2 separate regions of the Gossypium hirsutum genome follow, and region 1 is linked to region 2. A link is a contact called in public Hi-C data. All regions are on one chromosome and are shown on one strand. Each heading gives the region's core, a stretch centred on a gene start, on an enhancer-like site or on the middle of the called end of the contact. The rest is flanking DNA. Distances are from core to core; before and after follow the strand shown.

Region 1 (4,295 bases), core at 1,343-3,842, 220 kb after region 2:
TTCAGTGTCGTTATTATCATGATCGAGACAAGCAACCTAAGAAGCTCTAATACTAGTTTGTAAAACTGAACGTAGATAATGGTAATATAGAACAATCGCAAAGCAAAAGGAAAGAAAAAAAATAAGAACACACAGATCTTACGTGGAAACCCTTTTGGGAAAAAACCACAGGTAGAGGAGAAGAAAATTAACTAATGTTGAAATTCGAATGATACAAGAGGAGATTTAACTGCATCTACTTAAAGGTTGTAAAACCTTATTCTAATCAATTTCAAATAGATAAAGTGTAGTTCTATATGGATTTTACTTTTATTTTATTTTACCATTGTATTTTATTTTAATAAGGATTCGAGTCACTCAACTCTAACAACATGGGTAAATGATATCCTCTCATTAGCATTACATGATTAATGAAAAGTAAAAGTGGGGATGATTCGTTCATCTTTGTGATGAATGATTTGATTACTATTTGATAGTAATTAACTTTTCATGAAAGAAAATGTAATGGTTACCATGAGATAAAATAGAATCATATTGGAAGAACTGATTTATCCCAAAGAGATTAAGTATATCCTATGAGGGTAACACACTTATGACAAGGTCATTGGACAAGCACTGATTGAGTTGCTTTTGTAATAGTGTGTCGTTGGGGAGAGCTCAATCACTATACTCTAGTGGAAGAACTTCATGACTAAATGAGTTTATAATTAATAAATGAAAAGCTAGAACTTAATTATAAAATATTTGAGCCCTAATTACATATGTCCAATCAGTCCCTTTGTTAGCTCATTGAAACCATAAATGAATTGTATGCTGAATCAAATTAACAGAAATGAAAAAAAAATGGTGAAAATGGAAACATGAGAAATATTTGGAAATGAATGTGGTTTTCTCCAAAATGATAATGACCTGGAAATGAATTATGGTTTTCAAATTAAATGAAGTTCGAAAATGGAAATAAATCATTTGGTCATAGTGGACCCATTAAATGTAGAAATATTAAATATATTTTCTCATAGATTCTTTTACGATAAGGTCTTCATGATTTTAACGGAATTAGGATTGGGTTGAGAAAAATATTTTATTGAAAAATTAATTTAATTTTAGATGTTTATTTTGGGAAATAGAAAAATAAATATTGGGTTGGATCGAATTATGAAGTACTGGGTTAAAAATTCAATAAGTACTTGTAATTGGACCCGATATGAAAAAGGCCCAAAAGCCCCTCATGTTCAAGGGTCGGACGACAAACCCAGGTATTATTAATTAGGATTGTCACCCCCTATACTTCTAGTTAGACTTGGAGTTCATTTTTCTATTTGAAATAGACTTCTACAATTCAACAAGAGTTTTACTTCTTCTCCCTATAAGTAGATGGTACCAATAGGGCTAATTGCACAACTTTAAGATATTGTTATTTTGCATGAAAATAGTGAGAGTTTATTTTCTAAATATTAAATCTATTTTCCGGAATAACAATTTTGTTGGTTTCTATTTAGAAGAGATTTTACTTTCACATTGAAAGTAAATATTTTTGGTACTATATTTAATTTGAATCGTTCAAGCCTACACTCAAAATAGTTCGTGGTATAAGAATAGCGGAGAAGGTCATTCGATTGAAAGTCAGGAAAGACAAGGATCTATCTAGTAAAAAACACATGTGCAATTTCGATAAAGGGTCTATTGCTATAAATATCACAAATTAACTGAGTTTTTAAAATTTTTATTTTTCGCTATATAAGAAACCGTTTTCGAACTATATTTTTTCTAACATTAACTGCCTTTAGTTTAGTTGTTGCATGAATTGTTTGAACATCACTAGGGACAAATTTGGACAGTTGAAATGCAGTGTGTTTTGTTCGCATTTGTGACTTGTTTAATTTTTGTTGGTTTCCTATGGACAAATAATTTTTTGTTTGAGCTGAAATTGTTTTTATTATATTTGACGGGAGAAGGAAGAGTAGTTTATTGACAGCAAACTTTATCCTTAACTGTTTTTGAATTAGTTTTACATAGTGCTAAAATTGTTTTTAAATTTGCTTGGAACTGAATGTTAGCAATCGAAATTTAAATTCTAGATAAAGGATTTAATTTAAACCATGTTTTATCTTGTGCAAATGCTTATTGACTCTAGACAATAAATAGGTGAGAATGAATTGTATGAAACTGTGATTTCACGTCATCCTTATCCTTTTCTAATAAGAGAATAATAAATCATATTTTTCTTTTTGATTTTCTAATAAATGCTAAAAATCAAGAGTAAAAATCTAATTTATCATTCTATTATTAGAAAATGATAAGGACAATGTGGAATCACAGTTTCATATAATCTTTTTCCTTAAATAGGCTAGTTGAATGCTCTTTTGAGGCATCTCTTTTGGTTTTGTAATTTCCTACTATTTGCAGCTACAATTATTTTGTAAATAATGTTTGAGACAATCAATTGGAACATAACAGCAAACCGATTTTTCTTTTCAAAAATCAATATTACTTAAAGTTGGAAAAGTATTAATTATATATAACTATATTTTAAAAAGAAAATGTAACTTGTCCATACTTTAAAATAAAAATAAATAAATAGTGATTTGTGGAATTGATAGGAGTGGCCTAGCAAGGGCGTGTGGCTGTCAGCATATACCTGCTTTATCTGGTCATACCCTCCTTTCGTATCCGCACAACTTGAACAACACCAAAGCAGCCACGCCATCTCACTCAACTCAACCCATAACTAAACCTCTCAAATCCTTTTCTTTTCCTGTTTTCTCTTCCACTGCCAATTGTTCAACCATGTCATCAGCTGTGATTGCAGGTGCCTCTTCTTCTTGTTCTGCCGCCTTCACCAGCAGGAAGAACTGCTCCAACAAAACTACGTCGACCCCTTCTCCCAAGGCATTCAATACTTCACAGGTATGACTGTTTGTTATGTCATCTGAATCCTCTCTCAAACTGCTTTCACTTCAGTACCCAATTAACTCAAACCTCTCATTTTGTCCCATGCATGTACAGAAAACCGCACTCCAAGGCTTGTCTCTTCAAGAGGCCAAAAGGGGTGTCTCAGATTTCTTCATAGCTGAGAAAAAGAGCAGTGTCTGTTCCAGTCATGCACGAAGAGGACTTGAGATTACTGCAAGAACTGCCGGTGCTTCAAAAACTATAGAGGTTGAGGTTGACAAGCCTTTGGGTTTGACATTAGGTCAGAAGCAAGGAGGTGGTGTAGTTATCACTGTAAGTTTTGATGTTCCTTCCATCATTGATGTGACAGTATTTTGGCCTTTTCTCTTTCCAATTCAATGTGGTTTTTTAAATGGATGGATACAACTATAGGCTGTTGATGGGGGTGGGAATGCAGCAAAAGCAGGGCTTAAGGCAGGGGATCAGGTACTTTACACTAGCAGTTTCTTTGGGGATGAACTTTGGCCTGCAGATAAGCTTGGGTTCACTAAAACTGCCATACAGGCAAAGCCCGATTCTGTATACTTTGTTGTTAGCAGGTTTGCTTTCTTATCTAAATTTCACTTCTTATCCTTTATCTAAATTTAGTTGGATAATTTCAGTGAATAGGTAGAAAGGAGGAACCTTTTGTTGATAGTTTGATATAAATTCAAGGAATAACAAAGAAGACGGTAAAATTTCTTCTTTGTTGTGGGTTATAAAGTCACAAATTTTAGTCAATAAAAGGTTGTTTATCACTATATAGATTTAAATACAAACACATTTATTGAATATGATTGTCCCTTATGGAATAATCCATGAATGGATTAGGCTTCATGCCAAGAAAACGTGCTATAGTGTGTAGTGAAGCAAATCAAGATATAGTAGTATATGATCTCCTTTTGCACCTTCGAATTTTGGCCATTCACTAAAATGAGGGAGCTTACCAGTGGGTTATGATAAACAAGGGTCCTTTTCTTCTGTTCTTTTTCTTTCCTTTTCCTAATGGAAATATTGCAGCTAAACCTCCACTAGGATGTTGTTTTTCTTTTTTTCCTTGAAGAATATGGATACCAATTCACTTTGAGAAAGGAGACACTGACATGTTGGCATAGCTGCTATACTGCTACTATGTCTATTTTTATTATTCTCTTAAATGAAGAAGTCCAGTAAAGATTGCCAATAAAAATGACTTCTGGTTGAACTCATAGCTTAGCTCAGCCTATTCATGTAGCCACCTTAAAGAAGTGGTATTTAGCAGAACTGGAGTTTGAATTCCAGCATTTTCAACTCCTATCCTCCAAAGGGTTCTTTCATAACCAAAAAGATGCGATGTGGTTGTACCCGGTTACTGGACACAATAA
Region 2 (4,292 bases), core at 650-3,149:
GTTTGAAGATTCATACCACAAAGTTCTTTCATGTCTCCAACCACCATTTTAATTTCTTCCACTTTGTTTTCCTTTGTTAGTGCCTGAAGCATCACCTCATAAAGTATATTATCTGGTGTGAAACCATCACGAACCATTTCCTGGTACAGCACCCATGCTTTTGTTATTTCATTACATCTCAAAAGGATATCCAACATGACAGAGTATGCCAGGAAATCAGGTCTAACCCCAGATTTCCGCATGCAATTAAATGTATCCTCAGCCTCCACAGCCATTCCAGCCTTAGCATACCCACAAATCAAAGCACTATAAGTCCGCACAGTAGGCTTAACACCTGCATCCAACATCTCTGACATCAAATTAGAAGCCTCCTTTATCTTATTTGCTTTCCCTAGGGAATCGATCAAGACTGTATATGTTACCACATCTGGACTCCGCCCTGACAATTTCATGTCCTTGTAAAGCTGCAATCCCAATTCATGCTGGCCCTGCTTCCCATACATGTGAATAATTGTATTATAAGTCATCTCATCTCTACCGAACCCCATTTCAATCATTTCTTCACAAATCTCTTTTACCTTGTCCACATTTCCTTCTCTTGCAAAAGCATATAACAATGAATTATATGTGACTGCATCCGGGAAAAACCCTTTAGACTCTAAATCCCTAAACAGCTGCTCAGCTTTATATGCCATCCCACATCTCCCATACACAGAAATCATAGCATTGTAAGTCCATAAATCAGGTTGACAATTATGGCTGTCCATATCGTCAAAAACCTTCATTGTCTCCTCCAAGTTTGATTCCCTAGAACAAGCACTAATAAGAGTATTATAAGTTATTATATCTGGCCTAAGACCAGACCTCCTGACCTCATTCAAAAGCTTGATAGCTAAATCAGGCACCATAGCTCCTGCTTTCAATCTGGCATTTATTAAAGTATTGAAACTCACGAGGTCAGGCTCACACCCTCTCTTACGCATTAAATCAAGCAGTTCCTGCACTTTCTGAAACCTTCCATTTCGTGCATAAACACCCATCATGGCATTATAAACCTGGACGGTATTTCCAACAGCAGGCTCAGCCCTGGTAAAGATTTCAACAGCTAAAATCTCCTGATTGGCCTTCCCCAGCACAGCCAAGATAGTAGCAAGCATCCTGGCATTAGGGGAATACCAGTTCTTCAAATTTAACCACTCATAAACTTCCAGGGCACGTTGCCAGTTCTCCTGACCAACATATTTCACTAGGAAGCAAAAATCGGTTGGTGTCATCTGAACTTTCCTATCATCCAAAACATCAGCAACAAACTGGTCTTGTTCCAACCCCAAAATCCTGTCTGTCAAAAACTTCACTCTTTCTCTCCAATCTTTGGCCCTTTTCAATGCCAGTTTACTCATTTTCTTAACTCTAGTCTTACTTATTCTCCCCAATTTCTCCTGGGTCTCATCGCTCACTTCCAAAGTTTCAGACTTTGAGGACTCCAAAGACAATTCAGCTTCCTTAACAACATGGGTAAGTTGAGGAGAGGTAGGTGAAAAATGGGTTTGACTTAAAGGGTAAGTTTCAGCTAGTTGAATTTGAAGGTGAGGCCATCTCTCAGATGGGGAGGCTCTGCTATAGCTAAATGTGCTGTTATTACTAGTGCTGTCATTTGAGTGTTCATTTGGTGAAGGACTTGAGAGGTGGGAAGAAGAGTAAGAGATAGAGGTGTTCATGCATACCTTTGAAGTAGGAGAGGCAAAGGTTACAACAAGTCCTCCATTGCAAGACATGGCCATGGCCAAGGCCAATGTCCTCTAGCCTTCTCAAAGTTCAAGTCGAGTGCTGCGGAAGAAAACAAGATAAAAGATATTTCTCCCCCATTGCTTTTGGCGGGGTGCGGAGCGGATGTTTATTCTGGAGTTGGGAGTTGCTAGTCGAATAGATGTTTCTGTTTCCCTAAAAGTTGGGTCCAACTTGGTTTGGGTTTAATTGGCCCATCTGACTTCCAAGCCTACAGAATTTCATAAAATTACTACTTTGGTCACTAAGTTTGAAGATGCTCCTATTTTGGTCACTTAAAAAGTTTATTGATGTGTCCTAATAAAAGAAAATGTTATTGATGATAAAAGGAAACCTAATTAGCTTAGGTCAATTTAGTTGTGGAATCCACTCTCCAAAGAGATTTTTTTTTCATTTTAGTTTCTGACTTTTCATTTTGAATCTCAGAACAAGAAAGAAAATGAAAAGATTTAATAAACTCGAGGTTTTTTTTCCTTTAATTGTAAGATGTGACTTTAAAATATAATACATTAAATACATTTAAAATATTAAAATAAATATTTTTTAACAAATTAAAAATACGTAAAAAAATCTTTATACTTAAATAATATTAAGATAGTTGCAACTTAGCAAGTAAATGTCTCTAAATTAATAGTAAAATTAACAATAAAACAAGAGTTATATAATATCTAAACAATAACAATAAAATAGTAGCAATATAATAGCGAAATAGTAGCAAAACAACAGCAAAATAACTTATTTGGTTTGGGCCAAGCCAAAAAATCCTACCCGAGGCTCAGTTAATTTAGAAAATGGATATTATTTTTTGTCAAAACTTATTTTTCGAGTTTATATTTTTATTTAAACCCTCCAACATTTGAGATAGACTTTCAAATTTAAACGAATAATCTAGTACATAATTAATTCCTGTTACATATAAAGAAAAAAAATTTGAGAGCAAAGGCATAGCAGGCGACAATAGAAATGCGAATAAAGAAAAGAGAGAGAAATGGCAGCCTCAAAAAAAGCAAAGGTAGTGTTGATCATCAGAGTTGCATAGGTACTTCTTGCAAGCTTTTGAGCAACTCGGTGGTTCACATATCGAATTGTTTTTCCATTGCAATTTATTTCAATTTCTTTTTTGATGGAATTGGAATTTGTTTTGCAGTTGCAATGCCTAAGAAATTTAGGGAGCTGATGAAGGTTGATGGGCTTACAAATGATGAAGTTAAAAAGCCATTTACAGGTTTGTACTACTAATTTAAATCATTAAATGTTATTCACAATAAACTAAAAGGATGTAAATATGATTGTAATACCTCTAATTTGGATTGGCCACGATATCAATCAAACAATGCTATCATTGATGCTCAGAGGCATCTCTAATAATCCTATTGACTATACAATACCTATATTCGATCAAAACAATCCTAATTACTATTAAACATTAGATTTATAAATGCTAATTATAAACCTCAGCTTGCCTACTTATAAACGTGCTAATCTTCGAAACTAGGCTTGGGGTATTGGCACATTTGAGGATGGTATTGATACCCTATTACTTGAGGTTATATGTAAAATCCGTTAGTTAGACTGTCAGTGATTTTAAATAAGCGGTGTTACACCTTATGCTCGAAGGCATTTATGATTTTTTTAATACATTTATGGTCATTACGAAACGTGTTATGGTAATAAACAACAACAACAAAATCTAAAATAAAAAAATATATGATTTCATTAGCCATTCGATGGTGACATTACATGATAAACAATTAAAACATAATATTAGTAAGTCAAAAATAGGCATAAGCATATAATAAGCAAAATGCTCATTCTATTTGACTCGGTTACAGATTACATACAACTCCATTATACAACAACTTCTCGAGTCTAAACTTAGTACCATTTTAAATATAAATCACATTTTCACTTCTACGGGTTACTATTTTATTGATTTATTTCAATTTTTATTCATAAGCTTTCACCTTTTTACTATTCTTCTATCAAATACACATTTATTAGTCTGTCACTCAATTCCGTTATACTTTGCTTACCATAACATTTCATCATAATATTCATTTCCAGACTTAATTATTAGATTACAATACTTTTGACTCAATCCTCATTTCAATAACACATAAATAATTCAAAACATCATACATCATTTATGCTAATATATATTTTATTTATCCAACTTTTAACCATCATATCCCTATCTCAACCTCTTTTTCTTATGCGTACTATCAGTCAATACTAGTTAGCATATGAATCATGTTTTAAATTCTAAAAGACAAACCATTATTATGTCCATTAGCTACTAAATTCATCTCAATCCGAGTTATAACTCTTTTATCCTACTTTTTACAAGCTACTAAATTTTCATTATAATAAGTAAGCTTTTAATATTCTAAACAACCTTATCATCATGAATTCCGATCATAATTTCATTGAGATCCATTACAATCTCATTTCTGCTCCCGTAATAACTCAATTTAACTTATAAGACTCAGTTATAAACTTAGAACTGA

Evidence for each region. A called contact is a pair of places that touch in the nucleus more often than the background predicts.
Region 1: a contact with region 2 is called in a Hi-C map of leaf, with 1.9 times the contacts expected there. The contact joins the promoter of LOC107950574 here to the promoter of LOC107950578 in region 2. A contact is called at or near these places in 4 of 34 Hi-C or Micro-C datasets (callus and leaf).

Annotation. Positions count from the first base shown.
Region 1 is chrD03:7,899,283-7,903,577 of Gossypium_hirsutum_v2.1, forward strand. LOC107950574 reads left to right here and starts at 2,593. Exons shown (of 7, transcript XM_041089711.1): 1 at 2,593-2,907; 2 at 3,007-3,225; 3 at 3,325-3,491. The coding sequence starts at 2,788.
Region 2 is chrD03:7,675,121-7,679,412 of Gossypium_hirsutum_v2.1, forward strand. It overlaps LOC107950578 (pentatricopeptide repeat-containing protein At3g18110, chloroplastic), which reads right to left and starts at 1,900. Exons shown (of 4, transcript XM_016885457.2): 1 at 1-1,900. The coding sequence starts at 1,781.